2 separate regions of the Mus musculus genome follow, and region 2 is linked to region 1. The links are chromatin contacts, called in public Micro-C maps. All regions are on one chromosome and are shown on one strand. Each heading gives the region's core, a stretch centred on a gene start, on an enhancer-like site or on the middle of the called end of the contact. The rest is flanking DNA. Distances are from core to core; before and after follow the strand shown.

Evidence for each region. A called contact is a pair of places that touch in the nucleus more often than the background predicts.
Region 2: a contact with region 1 is called in a Micro-C map of muscle stem cells, with 4 times the contacts expected there. The contact joins two enhancer-like sites. A contact is called at or near these places in 3 of 484 Hi-C or Micro-C datasets (embryonic stem cells, muscle stem cells and nephron progenitors).

The regions. Positions count from the first base shown.
Region 1 is chr8:14,538,484-14,543,358 of GRCm38.p6, forward strand. The region is part of intron 4 of Dlgap2 (DLG associated protein 2); the gene reads left to right. Among named protein-coding and RNA genes, the nearest start is that of C030037F17Rik, 230 kb to the right of the region's middle. Within about 2 kb of position 1,373, at least 18 of the 459 cell types and tissues checked have an H3K27ac peak or open chromatin away from gene starts, as enhancers often do. A contact at or near this core is called in muscle stem cells, where this site is marked.
Region 2 is chr8:14,676,913-14,682,314 of GRCm38.p6, forward strand. All of the region lies in intron 4 of Dlgap2 (DLG associated protein 2), which reads left to right. Among named protein-coding and RNA genes, the nearest start is that of C030037F17Rik, 87 kb to the right of the region's middle. Within about 2 kb of position 3,444, at least 19 of the 459 cell types and tissues checked have an H3K27ac peak or open chromatin away from gene starts, as enhancers often do. A contact at or near this core is called in muscle stem cells, where this site is marked.

The DNA.
Region 1 (4,875 bases), core at 123-2,622:
AACCCCTGGGTGAGCTGAGTACCGGGTCTCAGGATGGGTATGGCTGCAGTTGCAGTACCGTCCATTTTCTTGTTGATATTACTATGTCTGATTGCTGCAATTTTGAATTCCATTTAGGAAATATGTTCAGAATCGATGCACTGAACAATAAAGAATAAGTATTAGAGAAACTCCCAGTAATTCATGACCAGCTCCAAAACAATGCACAACACAGTGTCCCTCGAGAGAAGTTCAGTGCAGGATATGACATCTGTCTCTTGTGTCAGAGGTGGCCACTTTGGAAGGAACCCAGTCATGGTCCTTGACATCCTAGGGGATGCATGAAGCTCTTCCGACTGAGCATGACTTTGCTGATTGGCTTAGCTAACACCCTTGAAGGAATCCTGGGCTCTTCAGGTCTCAGAAACATCTAGAACTTCAGTGCACCTGAGACTGAGATGCCAGAGGAAGTTGAGTGTTTTCAGCTTATAACTCATTTCCCTTTCGTTGGTCAGCTGAATACCTTATGTTTCCCATTGGCAGACACTGTAGCGGGTGCCAGGACTCTTTGAAAATCAAGAAAGCATTCATGTTATGGGTACCCTTGGCAGCTTCCCACAGTCCTGTGGGAACCCCAGCCCTACCTCTCATGTGACTTCAGGGAGACTTGCATTGATCACTTGTCTGAGACCTTCTTGGAGAAGACAGGAGACTAGGGCAACAGCCCCCATTTAAACAGTAGGGCTTCAGAGCTTGGGAGAAGCAACCTCTTGAGTTACATTCTACCCCATGTCTCTGTATCCTTTGGGGCCCCTGTCTTTGTCTTCTGCCTGAGTGTAGATGCTCCTGACTCTCCCAAAGACTGTGTTCTCACAGCTCTGTTGTGTGCACAAGAAACTGCAAGGAAAAGAGAAGATGGCGGGCATTCTAACCTCAAGGAAATCACAGCCTGCGTGAAATTGCCACCATGTCCATGGAACGTGCCAGAAGCTATTCCACAGGGAACAAAGCAGTTGTAATGGCATTTGAAAGGACAGATGGTGTGACCAGGTCTATCTCTTATGAGCTATCCTCGCTGCCGTGTTTATGGTTATGAACTTGGGTTTCAGACACCTTTTCTCTTCTCATATGATGGCTGACAGGAGGACCCCTCCTCCCCAGGGTCCTATGTTGCTGTGGATGTGGATTTACCGTGTTGCTTTCTCTCCAATTGCTCCATTTCATTAGCAGTGATCAGAGTGTTGCATGATTGAGGGTATCTCTCTGTGGAGGACGACCTTGGAAGGAGACAAGCCCATCACAGAATTATTGGATTCCCCTCCCCCAGGGCTGATCTTGTGATCTAATGACTCAGAGCTTGGGTTATGAGTTTAGAAGTAAGTGAGCAACTGACAAAGGCTGGCAAATGCTGGCCCTGTGAGTCAGGCACAGGAAGGTGCCTGTGGTGTGTGGCATGATGCCTGCATGGTGGGCTTGGAGTTCCAAAGGCAAATCAAATCGATGGCTGGTTTTCTAAAATCTGAGCTAAATATTTCTTCCCCTCTTCATTGGTGCAGAGAAAACAGATACCAGGACCCTTTGGTGACTGCACCAAAGGGGAGCCATGTTTAGAATGGTCCTTAACTATACTAGAATGTACAATTCTTTAGCAGATAAGCAAACGTGACATGATTCAAGGAGAACCCAGAGTCTTCTTAGATAGGTTCACTGAGAAATTTCTGGAAACTGGAAGGAAAGTAGATTGTTAAGGAGAGAAAGCCACCAAAGGCACTTGGTGACATTGGTCACCAAGGCACTATGGACTTGGTGGTGCAGACACTGGTTCCATTGTAAAATCACTTCTGATGCCTCTTCTCTCTGCCTGGACTCCTGTCAGAAACCATCACCTTCCCTGGAGCAATCACAAGTTCCACATGTAGTGCAAAGAGTTGCACCAGCAGCTGGGAACCAGTGTTCCAACTTTGCCTTAACTAGGAATGAGACTCCATAAAATATAACCTCTCTGGCTTTCTGTTCTTATTTTTAACATTTTTTGACCTTAACATTTGGTAACTGCTTGTATGTGTGTCTATAGAGGAAAGCCTTTGTTTTGAGGTTTGTTGGGCTTTTTAGTCTCTTTCTCTCTCTCTCCTCCCCCCATTCTCATTGATTTTTAACTTGATTGTCTGTATACTGGATATGAGGCCACCCACCAGAGGGTACCCAATCTACCAGGAGCCTTACCCTTAAAGAAAACCAACTCTTCCTCCCAAGAGCCTATCAATTGTCCATAGTTCATCCATTGAGGATCAGCAGCTCCTGAGCCCCTTCTCCCTCCATGTTAGGATGGTGACTACCTCCATCTTACTTCAGCAAACATAGCAGATGAGTTGAATAAGCTTGGTTAGAATCCAGCCTTCCCCCTTTATTACCTGAAGACCTGGGGGTGGGGGGAATGTCACTGAATCCTAAGACCTGCTCCACAAAATGGGGCACAGGGCCTCCGTGTCAAAGCAGTTTGACAGTCTCAGTGATCAGAATAAAGACTGAGAAGTGATGGGGCTCAGTAGCTCCCATGATTCATTTCATTATACATTTCTTTATTACCAGTGATCAGCCAGCTTCCGTTCTTTATGCCAAGTCTGTTTATTGGGTATCATTTTAGGTGTAGGGAAAACGGATATGAACAGGGCACTTCTTAGCCTAAGGACCATCTGCAGTGGGTGAGCTGTGGGAATAGAGTTGTAGATAAGCTTGCTGTGATGAGTATTATAGATTTCTTGGTTCAGAAAGATGATCCCCAAATCATGACCTTTGATGACCAAGTAGGTTCTGTAGATTCTAGATGGGTTTGCTCTGAATCAGTAGGGTGTGGAAGGAGAGAGATGACTGGATTCTTTTCATCTCCTTTATCATTTGCTATTCCTTTAATGTATAGCCATAAAAACATTTTACCTATGTCTCGCAGAGCAATGACTTTTCTAGGGGGTCTCTGTCTCTCTGCCTGTCTGTCTGCCTGTCTGTCTGTCTCTCTCTGTGTGTGTGTGTAAAAGGAGGAAAGAAGAAGAAAGACAGTGAGAGAAAGACAGACAGAGGTACTATTCAGCATAGATAAGGTGAAATTCAGTTGTTTATAACATCTTGGATGGACAGTTTGTTCAGTTAGACAAGTCAGGCACAGAAAAGAAGTATTGTATGCTCTTGAGTTTGGCCTTTACCTGGGTGTAACAAATCACAGCTGACTTACAAATAGATGTGTTTGGGCCCATGGCTTCAGAGGCCTCACTCCAGGGTCACACAGTCCAGTTGTTTCTGTGGCAAGGTAGAGCATCAGGGCAGGAGGGTGTGGTCCTTTGAAAGCTGCTCACACCATGGCACCCTCTGAACCATGTGAGAGAAAGGGTCTTTTAGGATATGATGGCCCTCCAGTGACATGTCCCCATCATGCTGGAGATTCTGCTACCTCCCTGTAGCCTATTTAGCCATGGTTTCTTTCCATGAGGCCAGAACCTACATCAGTTAGTTCTCAAAGGGCTCACCTAGAACACCACTGCACTGGGACGCGAGTCTTCAACACATGAGCCCAGGGGTATAGTCCAGGTCTAAGCTGTGACAGTGTGAAAGGTTAAAAAGTTGACTTTTTGAAGTTGATAGTGGAATGGTGACCATCAGGGTTGAGTTAGAGAAATGGGGGTGCTTGTTGGTTAGAGAAGATAACCTGTAGTGGTTAGTCTGTTCTAGGGGTCGAATCCTCCTTGCTATGATAGAGGCTGACATCACAGGACTGTGTATGTAGAGTCTAGAAGAGGGAACCTTCTGTGTTATCATAACACACATGCATGGGAAAGCCCTAGGTGGCATGACAAACAGATGTGCTGATTATGTCATTCATGGCTATAATTCCCCGCTGTAGACATGTGTGGAACAGTGTCACACCATGTATCATGAATGCATTCCAGTTCTGAGAGTTACTCCTCAGTAGAACTGTGAGATTCCCAAGGAGCCGTGTACAGCAAACACACTGCTGTTTCTGTGCCCTGAGTGGAACGTCACCTCATCGAGAGCAGGGCAGCTGTTTGCCAGCGCACTGCAGATTTCTTTCCTGCAACTCTTCTCCATTGGCATCCCATGGATTATTAGATGCCATCCAAACCTATATCTTGACATAACTATATGCTAAAAACTTAAGGAGAGGACCTTCACTAGAGAGACCCCAGAGTGAATGTGCTGCCCCCCAGACTTTCTCCTCCCCTCTACCGTGGTGAGGTATACTCGCAGTAGAAGAGAGAGCACATGAGATAAGGGCCGTTCTGAGCAAGTGCACAGCGAACCCTGAGCAGAGTGTGATTTCTACCTAAGACTCTCTGAGAATGTCTGGTTAGGGGCCGTGGAGTAGAATCTAAGATGGATCCCGATTATCATCAGATATACACTGAGGATGGTTGCTGCAGTTCTGATGTAGGTTAAACATTGCTGCTGAGTGACTCACCTGGAATAAACATGGAGAGGTGACCTCATATTACTCTTTAAAATAGTCAGGCTGATTTTGCACTTGAATAATACAATTAGAGTGAATTTATCATTTCCCCATTTTTCTCCAAGTCTGGGTAGCTTCTTAGGTACTGGGAAACAAAAATCTTGGGCAGTTATAAACCCCATGCAAGAAGCTGTTATAGCACCCTTATTTTAGGAAGAATGTGCAGCTCCTTGAGTTTGAGTGGCAGCTTCAGTTAGCATGTTGAGTTTTTCATTGGGACAGCGACTTACTTAGCTCATGTCTACAGAGAGTGCCTGTGACACATAGCAGCCAGGGTTTTCTGTTTTTTGTTTTTTTTTTTAAACAAGAGAGTTAGCAGAGGAAAAAAATCATAATCAAGTCATATGTTCTATGATACTTTGTGTTGTGACAGAGCCCAG
Region 2 (5,402 bases), core at 2,194-4,693, 140 kb after region 1:
GTCTTTGAGGACGCTTTCTCTTTTATTGTCATTCCAATTCAGAAACATTTCTTCGATGCATACCAGTCATTGGCCACACTATTATTCTTGGACCATCTGTCTGAAGTACTAACTAAGTTGCCACAAGTCACCACCTGTCTGCAACAACTGAGTTGTCCCAAGTCACCTATCTGCAGAAGCAACAAATAGCATTCTTCTGCCATCTGCTCTGAGGACTGTAGATCGCAAGCAGCTAACTGGCATTTAGTTCCTCATGGTTAAGCATACAGGTAGACGTGGGTCCACAGGCTCAGAGCCCATGTGAAATTAGATGATATGGCTGGAATAATTTAAAAGATTGGAGAAAACGAATACTGCCAAATGAAATTTCCACCCGAGTCTTTCCCATACTCCTCTGCTTATAGGAGTCCCAGTCAGTCCTCACTTGCAGGGCAGGCTGGTCAGTGAGCATGCTAATAAGATTCTAGGAGTCACCTCCGCCACTTGTTCTGGGGTTACCCCAGGTCTCTGGACTTCTTCTAATCTTTCAGGTGAACTTTAGGGCCCACCTTGTTATTTTCCTTAAGCTCATCTTTACTATAATTGACATGAGTTAACCCATCAGTTAGAATGAGAGTCTATTTGAATGTGTCCTGAGCAGATCATAACTACTCTGGGATGTAATAGTATCTGGCAACTAGAATCTTTGAGGCGGACTCTGTCTCTGGCCAAGTTCTAAGTGAATCCCCCACCCTCACCCCCCCCCTGCCCCATGTTGTTCTGCAGAATGGAACAAACGTACAGCAGTGGCCTAAGGCATTCTGGGTAAGAAGTTTGGCTCATGGGGTCTGAAAGGCTGCTCACTGGATCCGTTCTCTGTTCCAAACCCAGCGTTTCAGCTATGCATTTGCATAAGAACCATTCTGGCCTTTCCTTTCAGTGAGCTGCTTCTTCTTCTTCTTCTTCTTCTTCTTCTTCTTCTTCTTCTTCTTCTTCTTCTTCTTCTTCTTCTTCTTCTTCTTCTTCTTCTTCTTCTTCTTCCCCTTCCCCTTCCCCTTCCCCTTCCCCTTCCCCTTCCCCTTCCCCTTCCCCTTCCCCTTCCCCTTCCTCGTTTTCTTCTTCCTCTTCCTCTTCCTCTTCTTCTTCTTCCTCTTCAGGCCAGTACTTGAGGCAGGCACTGTCTGCATGCTCCCATCCTTCCTTCCCTCCTCTCTGAACTGTTGCTCAGCAGGAAGCAGCATGTGTTGGGGAGTGCAAGGAATGTGCTGTGCAGGGCATAGATACTTGGCAGTCCTGACGATTTCTGTCAGTTGTCCCTGGATGATAATGTGGCTCTTTTCACTGGTGGTCAGTGCTCACATACCTCAGGGTGATTGGTACCAGGCATAGCTCTACGTGATGTATATCATGCTGAGTTAGCCTTCCCAAACAAAGCCTGTGTTGTTATGCCTGGTAATTCAGGAGAACTTCATCAAGGCAAGGCTGGTAGCTTAGTGTTTAGTGGCAGTTGTTCAGGAGGGAGTGGGTGGAAAGAGGGTGTGGGTCGTGGTTCAGGTGCCATGGGGAGCAGGCTCTAGTTCAGTAGAAGGAGGGGTCTGCAGGGACCAGAAACGAGCATGTTCTGGCACAGCACGTGCATTTTCAGTCACATGCAAGTCATAGAAATTAATCTCTGGAAACACATAATTGCATTAGATTGTCTGGATGGAACCAGGGAAACTAGACCAGACGGGTTCCGTAGGGCACACAAAGAAAATAGTATCACAAAGGAATTGAATTGGAGCAAATGAGTAGTGTTCAGACCACAGAGCCCAAAGGATCCAAGAGGATTTTCTCAGTGACCTTTAAAAGAAAGAGACCACAGGTCTCAGAGCCAATCAAAGTCAAGATGAAATCCATTCCAGACCTAATGGGGCTTCCTAAACCAATTCAGCATCAGGTCACGCAGAGAAGGACATGTACTATGAGAAGTGGCAGAATACGGCTGTCTTCTGCTGAAAATGGTCTTTTTGATGGTGAAACAGCTTCTACGTACTTATACATGGGAATGTTTTATCCTGAAAAAACAAAACAAAAACAAAAACAGAAACAAAACAGCAGGGTTGTCTTGCAAGGGGCCAAAAACCAGCAGCTGCTGCTGAACTGCAAACAGATTTAGGAAAGTTGGGCCCATCCCTAAAAGACAGTGAGCAGCTGCTGCTTGGTAGAACTAACTCACCAAGAAAAGAAAAGTTGCCTGTTGTTTTGATTTTTGAAACAGTTGGCAGTGGAATTCTCGTTCATTTTGATAAGTTGCCAGTTTCTGTCTCCCATATCATTCTTGTTATCAAGCCTTGGTTAGCAGAGCAGCAGAAAAAAACCCACCACCACTACCACCACCAACAAAAACACTTGCTGTCAGGGTGATCCTTTCCCAGGAATCTCATCAGTGGCTTCCTGTAGTTCGTGCTGGCTGTTGATTTGTTGGTGTCTGTGCTTTGCAATACAGTCATATGAACTGCAACCAGAATTTTAATGTGGAATCCTTTCTTCAGATAGAAGTTAGGAATGTTATAATTATTTATCCCAGTAAGATTTATTATGAAGGATCTCGGTTGCTTATCTAAAAATTGAGCTACACTAGCATAACTCTAATTTTCTTAAGAGCCTTGTTCCTGCTTTAGCTGTTTTACGTATATTAGTGCTCACCACCATGCTATCAGATATGTATTGCGATCCCACCAGGACATGATGACAATGTAGAGAATTGGGCCCAGCAGTTGGCTTCAGGGACCATGCCCCACGTCTAGGTGTCACCTTTAATGACATAAAAGCTGCCTTTCTTTGCTCATAGCTTCAAAAATGAATTTGCTCATGTTTCCTCATAAGTCCTAGAGGGTGGATGATGGGGACATCTGGGACAGAGAGGATTCGTTTTGTTGCTCAGGATCATGTTTTTTACATAGCAGCAACTGTGCAAAGACTTTCAGAATATATATACACATATTTTGCATTAAGCAACAACTTAAACCTAGAAAGAAAATAGTTTTTAAGCAAATACGTAAAAAGGAAAAAATTAACAGTTCATTTGACTGGTCCACTAAATCATCTACAAATAATTTTTCCAAGTAGAGCTCACATTAACAAAATAGCAAGATAACAAAATAAAGCGCCAAGGGAAGGTGCCTTTCAGAGTTGGTTTTCATCGTCCGCTCGCATGCTGACGTGTAGTGACATTGCGCAAATGAGACTGGCCACTGATCAAGGCTGCAGCCTTGGGTTGAAATGAGAAAGATGCTTCTGATTCTACCCAGTGGAAATGGCTTTTCTGAAAAATCTTATAGGCAAAGCGAGCAGCAGATGAGGTTCTGCTGGGTGTTATTTTTGAAGGTAGTTAATTTTCAGATGATGCATGAAGCAACATCTGACTCACTGGGTGCCCTGGAAACCCCGCCACTGCCGGGGTCCACAGGGCTGACTTGTCTGTGACTCATGCTGACCACTGCCTTCTTGGGCCACAGACTTGGGGGTGGAGGGGTTCCAGTGTGTCCCCACCATTGCCTTCTTCAGTATGTCCCCCAATTCATACACTTGATGAGCATGTCTGTGCTCTCATACCCCAGCAAGTGTGGCCTTTCACCCAATACCCTTCAGAAGTGTGGCTCATTTGGCTCCAGATAGGGCATCAGTGACAGGCTAAAGAGATGGCTAGATTAGTAAATTGCCGAGGTTATTGGGGCTCATTACAGAAACTTGGGTCACTCAAAGGCATCTCTGTCATCTGAAATCTCAGTAGCATGGGGCCTGAGTCACAAAAGCTGCATATCTGGAGTTCTTTGTACAAGTTGCAGGAAGCTCAGACAATGAGAGCTCCTTCTCCTCAACAACTGTTACTATTTCTAAAACTCTGAGATTGGACCTTGTGAATCCTGTAACTTTGAGGATATTCCTGTGCCTTGTAAGTTTCGTTTATTCCATAGGCATTGCATCTTCCCTTTTTTTTTCCCCTTTATTTCTTTTCCCTTTTTGAGAATCCCTCTTTCTTTTAGGAAAGAATGTTTCAATTAAGAGGAAATACATACTAGCTCTCCATTGTGTCTGGTAACAACACTCTGTGACCAGCCAGGGCAGCAGCAGGGTCTTTAACAAGCACAGCTGCCTTATGGAAATCTTTGAAGGGGGTGTCTTTGGTTCATTTAAAACCTCTTGAACAGCTAAAGGAGTTGGACTGTATGAAGAACTGGAATTTTGCAATGGGGCCATCAGCTTTAAGAAATGTTTCTCTAGAGCTTTTGTGGGCACCAAGAAGAGGCCTAGAAGCATCCAAGACTCCAGTGGGTATATATGCTCTCCCAAGTGGGGATTTTCCAGCTTCTATGCAGAGATGTGTGTGGCTTATACTGTGCCCTGCTTCTCCTGAATGCTAAGCCACCGAGATCTCAGGGTTTGGGCTTGGGATCCTTGAAAACAATTGGTCTCCTTGTGCTGGCCTATGGGTGAGTGTGACTTGGAAATTTCAATGCTCTCTGGGAAGGGACTCTGGGCTGATGGGGATGGCAGATACGAATGGAAGAAAAAAGTGGTTGGTCCTGAAACTAACTGAGATAGCAACCAGAGATGGCTGCTGAGAAGAAGGAAAAAGGATCTAGGGTGCTCTGCCAGGTATCTGGGGGACCAGGAGCATGTGAACAACAGTGAACTAGCTCAACAAAAGGAATGACTTACCAATGGTTCTATCTTAGTCAGTGTTTTATTGCTGTGAAAAGACGCTACGGCCATGGCAACTGGTATAAAGGACACATTTAATTGAGGGCGGCTTACAGTTTCGGAGGTTAAGTCCATTGTCATCATGGCAGCGTGCAGGCAGGTATGATGCTGTAGAAGGAGCTGCAAGTTCAGTATCTCAATACGCAGGCAGTAGAAGGAGACTGTGTTCCACACTGGGCCTAACTTTAGCATATGAGACCTCAAAGCCTCCTCTCACAGTGACACACTTCCTTACTCCAACAAGGCTACACCTCCTAATAGTGTCATTCCCTATGGGCCAAGCATTCAAGTACATGAGTCTTTAGGAGGCATTCCTACTTAAACCACCATACCCTCTTTGCAGTACTACCCCTGTGTGAATGCCCTAGTCCAACAAAACAGCCCTCGTGAATTTCAGAACTTAGCCCTTCTAGTTCAAAAAAAAAAAAGAAACTTGGCTCAAGATTATTCCAAAACAAACATTAAAAGTGGGGCCTACAGAGCTTCCTCGTGGAAGGCACTTTATAAGGAAAAGGAAACTTGGAAGCCTAGGGGATGGCACTGCCGGGTGCCCACAATGTTCTTCTGTAGAGCCATAATCTATAAGTCATGATCAAGATCTGTTGATAGCCGGGTGTGGTAGTGCATGCCTTTAATCCCAGCACTTGGGAGGCAGAGGCAGGTGGATTTCTGAGTTC